Regions from separate parts of the Mus musculus genome. Here regions 2 and 3 are each linked to region 1. A link is a contact called in public Hi-C and promoter capture Hi-C data. All regions are on one chromosome and are shown on one strand. The core of a region is the stretch at or near the end of the contact, and the rest is flanking DNA. Distances in the headings are between cores, read along the strand shown. Region 1 holds the start of Psat1 (phosphoserine aminotransferase 1). Region 2 holds the start of D030056L22Rik (RIKEN cDNA D030056L22 gene). Region 3 holds the start of Ostf1 (osteoclast stimulating factor 1).

The links. A called contact is a pair of places that touch in the nucleus more often than the background predicts. Capture Hi-C pulls out chosen DNA fragments and counts their contacts.
Region 2: a Hi-C map of B cells shows a contact between it and region 1, with 6 read pairs. A contact is called at or near these places in 1 of 484 Hi-C or Micro-C datasets (B cells), 2 of 130 datasets of targeted methods (both in embryonic stem cells) and 1 of 9 other capture datasets (adipose tissue).
Region 3: a contact with region 1 is called in a promoter capture Hi-C map of adipose tissue, with 4 times the contacts expected there. A contact is called at or near these places in 1 of 39 promoter capture datasets (the HPC-7 cell line) and 2 of 9 other capture datasets (adipose tissue and liver).

Annotation. Positions count from the first base shown.
Region 1 is chr19:15,923,269-15,927,423 of GRCm38.p6, forward strand. It overlaps Psat1 (phosphoserine aminotransferase 1), which reads right to left and starts at 1,791. Exons shown (of 9, transcript NM_177420.2): 1 at 1,596-1,791. The coding sequence starts at 1,655.
Region 2 is chr19:18,710,905-18,715,059 of GRCm38.p6, forward strand. D030056L22Rik (RIKEN cDNA D030056L22 gene) reads left to right here and starts at 2,331. Exons shown (of 2, transcript NM_001374130.1): 1 at 2,331-2,755. The coding sequence starts at 2,420.
Region 3 is chr19:18,629,579-18,633,733 of GRCm38.p6, forward strand. Ostf1 (osteoclast stimulating factor 1) reads right to left here and starts at 2,235. Exons shown (of 10, transcript NM_017375.3): 1 at 2,042-2,235. The coding sequence starts at 2,075. Nmrk1 (nicotinamide riboside kinase 1) reads left to right here and starts at 2,438. Exons shown (of 9, transcript NM_145497.2): 1 at 2,438-2,503.

The DNA of each region.
Region 1 (4,155 bases), core at 541-3,040:
ATACCCTGGAGCTTAAGATTTACAAGAGGTTTACTCCAGCAGTGAATTTTTCCAAGTGCCTTCCTTTAAATGATGGCCGGAGAAGTCATGGAAGAGATGGCTCAGCTGGGACAAGCACAGACTGCTCTTCCAGGAGTTGCAGTTGGAGCTCCAGAGCCCACATCAGCTAGCTCACAACCACCTCTAAGTCACTTCCTCAGGCACTTGACCCATGCGCGTACACACACCCACACACAGACACACCCATACATGAATTTTGAAAGCTTCGAAACTAAATCAAGAAGGCTTACTACATTGAAGTTAATCGCACATGCCTGTAATTCCTACATGCTGACTATTTTTGTCAACTTGACACTGTGGGCGGTGCCACCCCCGGGCTGGTGATCCTGAGTGCTATAAAGACTGAGAAAGCCACGGAGAGCAGGCCAGAAAGCAGCGCCCCTCCATGGCCTCTGCGTCAGCTCCTGCCTCCAGGTCCCTGTCCTCATTGCTTTTGATAATGAACTGTTATAGGGAACTGTGAGTGAAATAAACCCTTCCTTCCACTAGTTGCTTTTGGCCACAGTGTTTCATCACAGCAATAGTAACCCTAAGTAAGACACTGCTCTCTTGGGAGGTGGAGGCAGGAATAGTTCAAAACCAGCGTGCGGTACAAAGTAAATTCTAGGCTAGCCTGTACTGAGAGACACTGCCTTACCTAACCTGGCAAAAACAAAACAAAACAAACAAACAAACAAACAAACAAAAAACCCAGAGCTTTCCAAAACAGAGAGGGATGGGGGTGGGGGAGATCTCCCAGAAGGTCCCACAGTTCTACCAAAGACCGTCATGTAAGATGAACTGCAATGGCTGCAGAAAAAGCCCTGTTCTCAGCTTGTGTCGCTGTCCCTACAAAAGAAAGGCGTCTTTCCCTCTCTCACACTATCCTGTTTCTACCCCAACAGAGACCGTGGTGTCCCGGGGAGATCGCCAGGGTTCAACAAAAGATAATTGTACAATTCTTGGCCATGCCTGCGAGCTGTGGCAAGCGGTTACCAGATAGCAGCTTGGACAGCTGGTCCATGGGCTCCCGGCCACGAGAGGCATCTCATTCCGCACAGCTGGGGTGCGGGAGGAACCCGTGCAGGATGGGACGGGATGACACACCGATCAAGTGAATGGAACTTGGCCAAACAGACCAAAGCCTTTCAGAGTCTGAGGAGACAGGCAGGTTTCCAGGAGAAAGGCTTAAGGGCTGGGTGGGTTCGGTGGAGGCGAAGAGGGAGAAGCCGGCAGCTTTCAATTTCCGAGTTCTGAGGACTATGCTCCCAGCGCCCGGAGCTTAGCCTGCGCTCCCCGGAAGGAAACGTGCCGCCCCGACCGCCCATTCATTCACACTCCTACGCTCGCCTGTGCACGCGGGAGCCGCAGAGGCCACGCCACCAGGAGGCCGGCTGGAAGTGAACGCCCGCGTCTGTGCACAGGAGCGCATTTCGGCCTCAGCAACTATCTCTCCACGGCGGCATCCCTGCTCACCGCTGTCTGTATCTCAACACCCGCATCCCGACGCCCCACATCCCGATGCCCGCACTCCGACCAAACCCCAGCCACCTTACCGAGTGTGGCAGCTTGGCAGGCCCGGGCCCAAAGTTAACCACTTGCTTGGTGGCTTCCATGGTGCTAAGGCGACAGCAGGGGAAGTGGCAGGAGCAGAGACCACGCGAACAGCCCGCGTCTCCGGATGCAAAGGCAGAGCGGGCTTCAGCCTGCTGAGTCGGCGCTCCATTGGTTCGCTGTCTCAGGCCGCTCACTGATTGGCTCTCGCTCAGAAGCTCCCCTCCCTATTGGCCACGCTCACTATCGGAGTCTACGATCAATCAACTCCTCCTGGAGTTTAGAATTTCAATCGGCTTTAGCGGTCAACGCAAGAGAGCAGGGGATTGCACCAGCCACCCGCGTGGCGAGGTGCCTTCTGCCTTCGCGCACCTCTGGGCGCAGAGTCCCCTGCCCTGGCCTCTGAACAACTTCGAGGTGGCGCGCAAACCCATTGCTCCTGGCCCACCTCCAGCTGAGCTGGGCTATGCTGCATTTGTCCCAGAGCCAGTCCCCACTGTTCACCGGACTTTCCTAAGACCCTCACAGACACTCCGACGTAGAGACAGGACACTCAAAGAAGGAGGTGCAGCGTGTAGAAATGGTTGAAGAGTGCGGTCATAGGATTGTGACCTGGTGCACCTGATAATCCCAGCAGGGTAAATCAGGAGGATAGCTACGTGGAGGCCAGCCACACTACGTGGAGGGTCCCTGTCTCAAAAATCACATACGAAGCCTTTGTATTTGCACTTGCGCTCTAGCTCACTGCCCCACGGGTGGCTACGAACTTTGGGGGCAGCCCCACCCCACCCCTACCGCCACCCCCACCCTCATCGCGGACAGCCTCTTTCAAGTCGCTGAGTCTCTGTTCTCTCATTATCTCTTTCATGAACTGAGGAGCAGGAACCTGAATGTTGGCTCTTGTGCAGGAGGTCCTCAAGTTGTGAGGAGGTATTAACGGGAGCACAATATAGTCAGGGCCGGAGGAATGTGGCCCTGAGCCGAGCTGGGCACAGTGCCACATCTGTTCAAACTTTTCCACACAAGTTCCCTTTTCAAAGGAGTTGTGCTGGAGGCTCGCTTGAGATTCTGGAACAAGAAGGCCCCTTCTATGCTAGGGTAGTTCTTTTGAAGTCCAGAACATTTTAAAAGCATTTTTCCCTCTACTTTGCAGTTTCACCCAGATTCCTTTACTATGAAAACATTTTCCCAAGTTCTTTTGTACAATGGATGGCAGGAATAGGCACCGTGCCTACTGAGCGTTAATGCTGATCTCCGCATCTGTGGCCTCAGTTTGACAGGCGTGCAATTCAGCCTTTGAGCATTTGGGCTCTTGTTTGTTTCCCATAACCTGTAGAAGGGGTGTGGCTGTGAACAGAAACACTGCTTTGAGTCTGGGAGTAGTAGAGCAAAATTGTTAGAAAAGGCCGAATAAAGCCAGGTCCACGGCCTTCTTCAGCACCTTAGTTTAAAAACTTACATAGCTGGAGATAGGCGGTGTCTTACTGGGGAGGTAGAAGTAGAGGTAAGCCTTAAGTTCAAGGCCAGCCTGATCTACAGAGCAAATTCCAGGACAGCCAGGACTATACAAAGGAACTTGGTAAACTTTATTCACCTGATTTAACTGTTGTCTGGAGCTTAACTTAGGCCTAGTCCTGGAAGCTTCTGGCCTCTGTATAATCTAATCTAGACCCATAAAATTTTCAGCCTCTGAGATTTACTGCTCAATACGCTCACATTTTCTGGCTCTTTCCAAATTCTTGTTGGCTGGTTCAACTCCGCTGTTCTGGCTCAAAACTCCTCTTCAAGCCAGGTGATTCTATCTTGTTTCTTTCTCAAGCTCTCCTGAAATTCTCTGCTTGGCCTCATACTAACTTGGCAACCTACTCTAATCTCCTGGCTCCTCGTTCCCTGGCTTGTTCTGTCTTTACCTGTATCTAGCTTGTTTTCTCTTCAACCTGTCACTGTACAACTGTCCCAATAAGACTGCCTCCTTTCTCTCTCCCTCCCAGTCCCTCTCCTCTCCTCTCCTCTCCTCTCCTCTCCTCTCCTCTCCTCTCCTCTCCTCTCCTCTCCTCTCCTCTCCTCTCCTCTCCTCTCTGCTCTCTTTAGTAGCTTTCTTTCCTCTCCTTGTAAGAGTTGAACATATGGAGCCGGGCGTGGTGGCGCACGCCTTTAATCCCAGCACTCGGGAGGCAGAGGCAGGCGGATTTCTGAGTTCAAGGCCAGCCTGGTCCACAAAGTGAGCTCCAGGACAGCCAGAGCTATAAAGAGAAACCCTGTCTCGAAAAACCAAAAAAAAAAAAAAAAAAAAAAAAAAAAAGAGTTGAACATATTCTCCTCTGTCAAATCTTTCTCTGATTCATCACTTTGTCTGCCACTCAGCACTTTCAAACATGGCTGCTTCCTTCTATAAACCAGCTTTTAGTTTTAATTTTACTTTACTTTTTGGTTTGCTAACTTTTAGTTTTAACTTTACTCCCTTCCTTGTTTTGGGATTAAAAGTGTATACTAAGGGATGAACCACACCACACTGGAAACAAGTTATTTCAGTAAATAATACAAACTCCGGGGTTCACAGTG
Region 2 (4,155 bases), core at 1,081-3,580, 2.8 Mb after region 1:
CCAGGCTGGCCTCGAATTCAGAAATCCATCTGCCTCTGCCTCCCAAGTGCTGGGATTAAAGGCATGTGACACCAATGCCCGGCCCGCCAATCCATTCTTGATGCCTGTTGCCAGTCTGTAGGTAATGTCTAGATGCTGTCTGCGGAATATCTCCAGGGCCTCTCAGCAGGTAGCAGTGTCTTGGAGAAGAGCAGTGACACGTGACAGAACAATAGAGCCATCTAAATCGGAGGCTCCACCCCAGGTGGTCTCTTACTCTTTGGCAGCAAGGTCAAAGCCAGCCTACTCAAGGCTAGGGGAAGCTACAACAATTAACAAGGATTCCTGTACCAAAACCAAAAATCTATAAATACAAAAAAAAAAAAAAAAAAAAAAAAAACCAAAAAAACAACAACAACAAAAAAACATGTCCAGCTTCACTGATTGGGTGAGATGCAAATTGAGGCCACAATGAGATACCATTTCACATTGGCCATATTGTTTGCTGATGAGGATGCAAAATAATAATAATAATAATAATAATAATAATAATAATAATAATAATAAACAACCTCTGGTGCTATAAAAAGCATTCAGAAAAACACTTTGTAATAAATCTGTACAACGCATTTTTGAACAATGCTCTTAGCATTTATAGATTTTGTTTTTCAAGACAGGGTCTCTCTGTGTAGCCGTGACTATCCTGGAACTAGATCTGTAGACCAGACTGGCCAAGAACTCACAGACTGCCTCTGCCTCCCGAGTGCTAGGACTAAAGGTTTTCCAAACCACTTTTAAGATAAAGCTTTTAAGGCGATGCACTCTCATGTCTTCGCAGGCGCATGTGTATGTATGGCAAAATGCCACGTCTAAAAATAAGCAGCGTATTGTATGTCAGCTAGATCTTAGTATATCTTAAAATATTAGCAAATCCAAAAAAGCATCTTAGAAATACAGATAAGTGAGTGGACTGAGGGGGAAATTACAAAGAAGTAGTAATTCATGGTCCGAAACAAGACTACTTGGGGACAGGAAAGAGAAACGGGACAGTGAAGAGGCACACAGATGCTCTTTCCCTTCTGAAGCCAGGCAGGGACACTTGCGTGTTACGGTCATTTTAGCTATGCATATGCTTTATACTACCTTGTGTACATAATGCTAAGTATCACAAGGAATGAGGGGCGGGGTGGGGGGAGGGCAGCAAGATTCTGGAGAACAGAAGGAACACACCTGCCCATGTTGTATTCTATTGTGTTGGAACATGGTCTCCGCACAACAAATCATCTGTGTCACTAGTGTGAAAATGGCAATGGCGAATTTATCATTTGTTCCAGGTGGAAGAATTACCAAGTGCAAACAGGAAATGGAGCGATCAAACAGAACTTTCTGTACACTACCGATAACGCTGTTTGTGCTTGTTGGTTATTTGCTGTCCTCCCACCAATGCAAACCGTGATGGGTTTGTTTGAGCCAGTATTTTAGTCTTTCGGTAAAAGCAAAAAGTAACTCAAGGATAGAGATCTTGCCTCCCATGCCCAAGGCCGTAGGTTCAATCCCCAGTGCTGGAAGGAAGTTTCTCTGTGTAGATGGCTTACAACTACATCTAGAGATATTTAAGCATGCACATGGCGCATATTCATAAATACACCCATACACAGTACCTATCAGCTAAAACAGCTCTACCATGCCCTAGAAAGAATGTTTCTCCGGAGCGTTGATGGGCTTGGTTTCTTTTTGTTTGTTTTGTTTTTTCCTTAGTTTTGTTTGGTTACTGCGTTTTCTCCTTATCCTTGCAGCACTGGGGATAGAATCTAAGGCCTTGGGCATGGTAGGCAAGCACCCTATCCTTTAGTTACTTTTTGCTTTTTACCAAAAAAAAAAAAAAAAAAAAAAGTACGGACTTATTTCTGCCACGGTTTACATTTTTCTGCCAAGACACCACCCACTGGAGAGGTCCTGGAACCTGCAGGCCGCTGCGGGCTAAGCAGACACTTCCGCCGCCCCAGGATCGCAGCACAGAGGAAAGGGCCCCAGCGCACTTGCCGCTGGGACCTCTGAGGCCGCGGAGTCTTTCGGCCGCTCCTGCCCGAGTCCTCGCTTGGGGACCGAGAGGCGCACACACAGGGGAATGCGAACAACCGTGCAAGTCAAAAGAAGGCCGCCAGGGGGTAGCGGCCTCCTTCCATCCACATCCCCATGCCCCGCCCCCTCAGAGGGCGCACTTCCGGCCGCAAGGGCGCTCGGGAACGCGAACCGCGAGCCTCCACCAACCAGCGGCTGTGCTGGATGGGCGCAGGTGCGCGCGCATCACGGCGCAGGTTCGAAACTCCGGCGCTGCGCGGTGGCTCCCCCACAACGTCTCGTCCGCCCTCGGGACAGCCGAGCTCTGCGCTGCCCTTCGCCCTCCGCCCGCCGCCCGCGCGACCCTCGTCCCTGGCCCATGGCCAAGCGGCGTGCGGCTGAGCCGCTCACGTTCCGCGTGCCTTGGAAGCGGCTCCTGCTCAGCGACTTCCCCGAGGAGCCGCCGCTCTGGGTCCCGCCGTCTGGGACGGCTCGGCCCCTCAAGCGCCAGGGGGACGCGGGGATCATGGCGGAGCCTGCGTCTGCGCCCCGCAAGCGACGCGGCGGCGGGGACGACAGACAGGAGCTGCAGGGCTGTAGCCGGGAGCCCGGAGAGCCACCTCCTGGCGAGCAGGAGGAACCCCGGGCCGCGGGCGGCGGCGACAGAGTAGAAAGCGCGGGCAGCCCGCAGGTAGCCGACGGGGTGCACAGCCAGGTAGGTCCGCTACTCACTAGCCCGGAGCTCGGTGCCAGGCCGCGGAAGTCGGGCCATCGAGTGGGCCAGACGGGCTGGACCCTAGAGGGTCAGCTCAGTGACCAACGGGAGAGAGGCGTTTAATTTGATGGGGAATGCTGTAGAACTTCTAGCATGCTTTCCAGTAGCATTCATCAGAGGACCTGTTAACTCCTAATGTTCAGTGCTGTGAGAATGGATTGTTGGACTCACTGTCCTCTCCGCTGCTTTGTTTTGGTAGCCGCTAGCCATGTGATCAGACAGAATACACTAGAAATATAACTTGACCAAACTTATGTGTTTTAAGTGTAAGAAGAGTAGGAGCGCCAAATATGTTTTAAGATAAAGGGTCGGGTTCTGAACTGTGTTACACACGAAGCAACTTGCCGCATATTGGGTGTACTGTTTGTTAATTTTATTTTTAGACACGTGACTAGAAAACTTAAAGTGAGTGTTTTGCTTTTTCAGACAGGGTTTATCTATGTGTAGCCCTGGCTGTCCTGGAACTCACTCTGTAGACCAGGCTGGCCTTGAACTCAGAAATCCGCCTGCCACTGCCTCCCAAGTGCTGGGATTAAAGGCGTGGGCCACCACTGCCCGGCCTTCGAGTGAGTTATAACCCATACTATATATGTATCGCACAGCATTGGCCCGACTTAGGGACTCAAGAGCCTTCTTTAAAGCAGTTCTTGCATAAGTTGGTGGAGCATGAGGTGAAGAAGCAAGGGTGATTCTTAGAGCTCGCCAAACTCAGCCACCTTGGCATGCGTCTGCTCAGTGTCCTTTTCTAGTTATTTTATAACAAAGTTGATAAGATAACGGAAATTTTCTCTTCGTGTAGCCCTGGCTGTCCTGGACCAGGCTGGCCTCGAACCCAGAGATCCACATTTCCTCTTGCCTTTCGAGTGCTGAGATTAAAGGCGTTCAGGGAGATTATCTTTCAATACTACACTCACTGTTTTTAGGTGAAAGTTACTGGTTTCTTAAGCAGAAGTATTGGATGTAACTGCAGGCACCCTAGCTTTATGTGCACAGGTGATGAGAGAGACTGACTGGCCAAGGGGAGCGAGCGTTCAGTAAGCAGACACCACACCATCCAGTCCTTGCTTAGACACAGTTGGCTAGACCTGTTGGTCTTCCCTTGTTAGTAGCAGCCAGCAGAAGACCGTGAGGCCCAGGAGTGTTCTGTCAGCTCTGCTCCTTGAGTTCCTTATCTTCTGAAGAACCTTGAGAAGATAGGAATTCTCCATCTTTTCTAGCTTCCAAAGACAAAGGTTTGTTTTAAGAGCTAATCATCCAGGAGAAAAGGATGTAACAAAAAGCAAACTGGTGTCAGTGTCTGCCTGATTTCTGCTTGCTCAGATGAGGGCATAAATCCTTGC
Region 3 (4,155 bases), core at 985-3,484, 2.7 Mb after region 1:
TTAGAAATATTTTGGAGAAGAGAGAGGGTGTAAACAAAGCAGCAAGTGACAAATTAAAACTTAGATATAGTCTCAGGAATGCCCAGCTTCTTTGGAGACCTTCATCCCCGTGACTTGCCAAGGGAAGAAAGCACAGTACACCTGCTGTACCCTAACCAGGGGTGTTCAGCATGGCTGTGCATAAAGCAGTCTGGCTGGGGGCCAGAAACCTGGTTCTTTGAGATTCCTATCCAGTTGTAAAATATTCAGGGCTCCTCACACAGGAGCAAAGCACAAATCCTGGAGTCAAACATCTGAGTTGCACTCCTCTATGACCCATACATCACCACCCCATTGCTGAGAGGAGATGAGTTAACTTGTTGTGCCTACTCCCCCTGGACACTGGGAATAAAAAAACAGTTACTGACCTGGTAGGTTACTGAGAAGTGAATGAATTCAAACACGTATGTGTGACTAGACAAGCGCCTAGCACACAGTACATGTGGGACAGTATGAAAATAAAACTTTCTGTTTTCAAGTAAGCAAGCACAAAGCTTAAGTCCTACTGACACTAATATTTCTCATTATCCATTACTAGGTAAATAAACCGACTTTCATGGCAACTCTATGTTTGGGCCTCACTTATAAATCCAAAGTGAAGTCAAAGTTCTCTCTAAATAGTAAAAATGTTTAGCCATGTGTTTTCTGGTTTGCTGGAGAGGAAAAGGCAGAGATGTAAACAACAAAACTGGTTCCCAGAGCAAACCTCGACTTAGTAACAGGCTGGGTCCTAAACCACACCCAAGGGTGCATGAACACACAAGTTCACAATCACGTACACAGGGGCAGGCTCCTGCCAACACTCACAGACTCAACACTGACTTCACTTTTACTGTGTCTGGGGGAATGAAAAACTTCACGAACCGATTCTCGGCACATTCTTCAAAATCAAGAGCTTTGTTCAGCCATCAAAGAACTCAGCTTAGTTGGACCCTCGAGGTACTTACTGACTTACAGCAGAGTTTACAAAACTGCCACCTCATACATCCGCATCTAAATTGCAAATTGCAAACTTCTCAGATTTCACGTCGAGGGCAGCCTCAACCAGCACCCGCCCAGCCTCTGCTCAGGCCAAAGCCAGTCTGAGCCACTTCCTTCATATTCCGGCCCTACAGAATTTACGTCGACAGCGAATGCCTGTTTCACAAATATGTGTGCATTATTTTCAAAGTCAGGGGCTTGATGCTGCCACAAAAGAAGGAAACTGGATAATTATTGAAGTTGAAGTGACTGTCACTTTAGTAAAACAAACAAACAAGCAAAGCAAAACCAATAAAACAACCTCAAGGGCAAAAAAAAAAAAAAAAAAAAATCACTGAAGCAGCAGCATAAGCAGCTATAAAAGTTGATGTAAATGGCTTTCAGCCTTTGTAATACCAAAGCTGCAGGAGATTAGGAAAAGGGGTCTGGGAATTCATCAAACATTCATCTCCCATTTTTTTACGATCCCTGTCAATTCCCTATCCAAATGAAAATTCCCACGAGTTTATTTAGTCTCGTTTCTCCATATCACAGAAAACACTCTAAGAACAACGTTTTTAAAAGTGAACCAGGAAGGGCGGTCAAGAAAACTGCTTTGAGGAACTTCGTACTCTCTCCAGTTTAGTTCGCGAGAGTCACCCTAAGCAAAAACACTAGGATGCATGACAGAGCGACACTGCCTAAAGCTAGGAGCCGAGAGGGTTGCAGCCCGGCTGTCCCGCTGGCAGCGCCCGAGCAGCTCTCCAAAGCTCCCGGGAGACCTCGGGTCCCTGGCCCGCTCCAGCCCGGGCGCAAACCCCACCCAGCCGCAGCGCACTTCCCGTTCGCCTGCCGGTCAAGAACTCCAACTTGACAGCGACAGGGCGAAATATGAGGAAGTGGCCGCGACCGAGGTGCTGCCACCACACCGCTAGAACGTCCTGGCGAGCCGTGTGGACAGAGTCCGAGGACGCTCCTCGGGAACTCGAGCACCGGGTCCCGCAGCCTGGAGACCCGCACGCGCAGCGCACACCACTCTTACCTGGTTTGACCGGTTTGGGAGGTGGCTTGGACATGGCGCTACACGGAGCGACCAGGCTCAGCCGCGGGAGCCCCACACGCACACGAGAACTGGGCGCCAAGCCTGCGCTGGCCGCGGCCGCTCCGGATCCGCGCGCAACCCGATGCGGGACACTCGGACCAGCGAGCTCCGCAGACAGCCCGGCCTTCCCACCAGGAAGTGGCCGCGCCTCGCCGGCTGCTGATTGGCTGCGGCGGGGAGCCCGGCCGAACCTCAGAGGTCCAGCCTGCTCCGGCACGCCGGAGCCCCGCCTTTCTCTTGGGGGAGGAGCTTTACAGTAGCCACGCCCTCAGGCCCTGCGTAGGGGAGGCTATGAAAGCGCAGTGGACTTCGCTGCCTAGGTGAGCACCGGGCAGTGGTAGGCATGAAACGCTCTTGAAGCTTGCTCTGCGACCCTGCTGGGAAGGATTCGAACCCGCTTCGGTGAGTACCCACTGCCTGCTGCGTACACACGGCGAGGCCTGGGAATCTTCAAGAGTCTCCTTCGCTGTATGTACCAGGAACCTGATCGTGTCTAGGGAAACCGCGGTGGGACTTAGATGCTCCTAAAAAGCAACTAGACACTGCTAGCTGTAGGAGACCCCACATTTGCTAGCTGGAGAATCGGGTCTTGATCCCCCACGGGACAGGACAGCTTTTTCTACAGCATCTGGTTAACAAACTCCAACCCACTTGCTGCCTGGCTTTTATAAAGACTTCTAACAGTGCTTTTGGCGTTTTTTAAATAGCTGAGACAAAAGCATAGTATTTTGTGGCACACGAAAGTTAGGGGAAACTTAGATTTCCGTGACCATAAAATTTTATTAGAACACAGCATGCTCGTTTGCTTATGCATTGGCTTTCTTATTACAATTTCAGAGTTGAATAGTTACCCGCGAAGTCAAAACTATACTACTGGCTGGTACTTTATACAAGTTGCCCAACACGAGAGTTTATGTTCACACATAAGTAAACTCACAATGTCACAGTCAATATTATATGCCTATTGTATATTAGGGGTAATAAAAATGAAAATACTGGTTATGTAAGAAACTACAGGGTCAGCACAATGGTCCAGCTGCCCCTGCTGCCAAACCTGATGAGCAGAGTTCAGCCTCTAGCACCCACACTTTGGAAAGAGAACTCCCAGGAGACCTATGACCTGAGCATGTGTTCTGTGGTGAACCATGGCATGCACCTGCCCACACACATGCACCGCAACCTAGATACAAATGTAAGAAAGCAACTTTTTAAAAAAGAACCTCCACAAAATGGACCTTCAACATGTCTATTGAAGGTTAATTTACGGGGAAAAAAGTGACTGAAACTTCAAGGGGCAAAGGTTAGCAGGAGCTTGGTCATGGCTATGCCCCCAGGCCTTGCTTACCAGGAACTCTACCTGTGGGGGATTTCTGCTTACCAAAAGGGTTCAAAGTTGAAATTAGTCCTATTCATGGGAGCGTATCCAGATAACTGTAGCCTGAACCTCACGGAAGTCCTGAAACCTGGGCCTTGAAGTCATCTGAAGAGCATGTGTGTTTGCTCTTGTGTTTCTCAGATTTGATTGATGGTGGAGTTCTTGCCGCCTGCTGACTCTTCCCATCCTCCTGGGAATCATTCTGTGCTTTAGAAGTCTCTGTTCAGAGTGGAATAGATTGAATATAAACATAAGCCAACTATGAAGAAGATTTAACATTTCACTGGGATTAAATCAAAGATAGTTTTAAACAATTCTGCGTATGAGCCAGTCTTGGCGAGGCTTGCCTATGATCCCAGTACTTTTAGGAAGGTAGCTTTGCCACAGAGGCAGCCGTGGCTGTGTGGCAAGTTCCTGACCAGCCTGGACTCTGCATAGTGAGATTCTGTCTCAACAGATAAATAATATAACAAATAAGAATGATAAGTAAGTGTGAAAAAGATAAATGGCTCATTTAAGGTTTGCTCCTCTCCCATCTTGTTCTTCTCCCTCTCTGTGGAAAGGATACTAGCGGCCAAGAAGACACTGCATAAATATCCCACAGGATTCAAGCTGACAGGATACCCTGACTTCAAGACTCTGAAAGGTCCAAAAGGTGGTCTCTCCAGAGACATTAAGA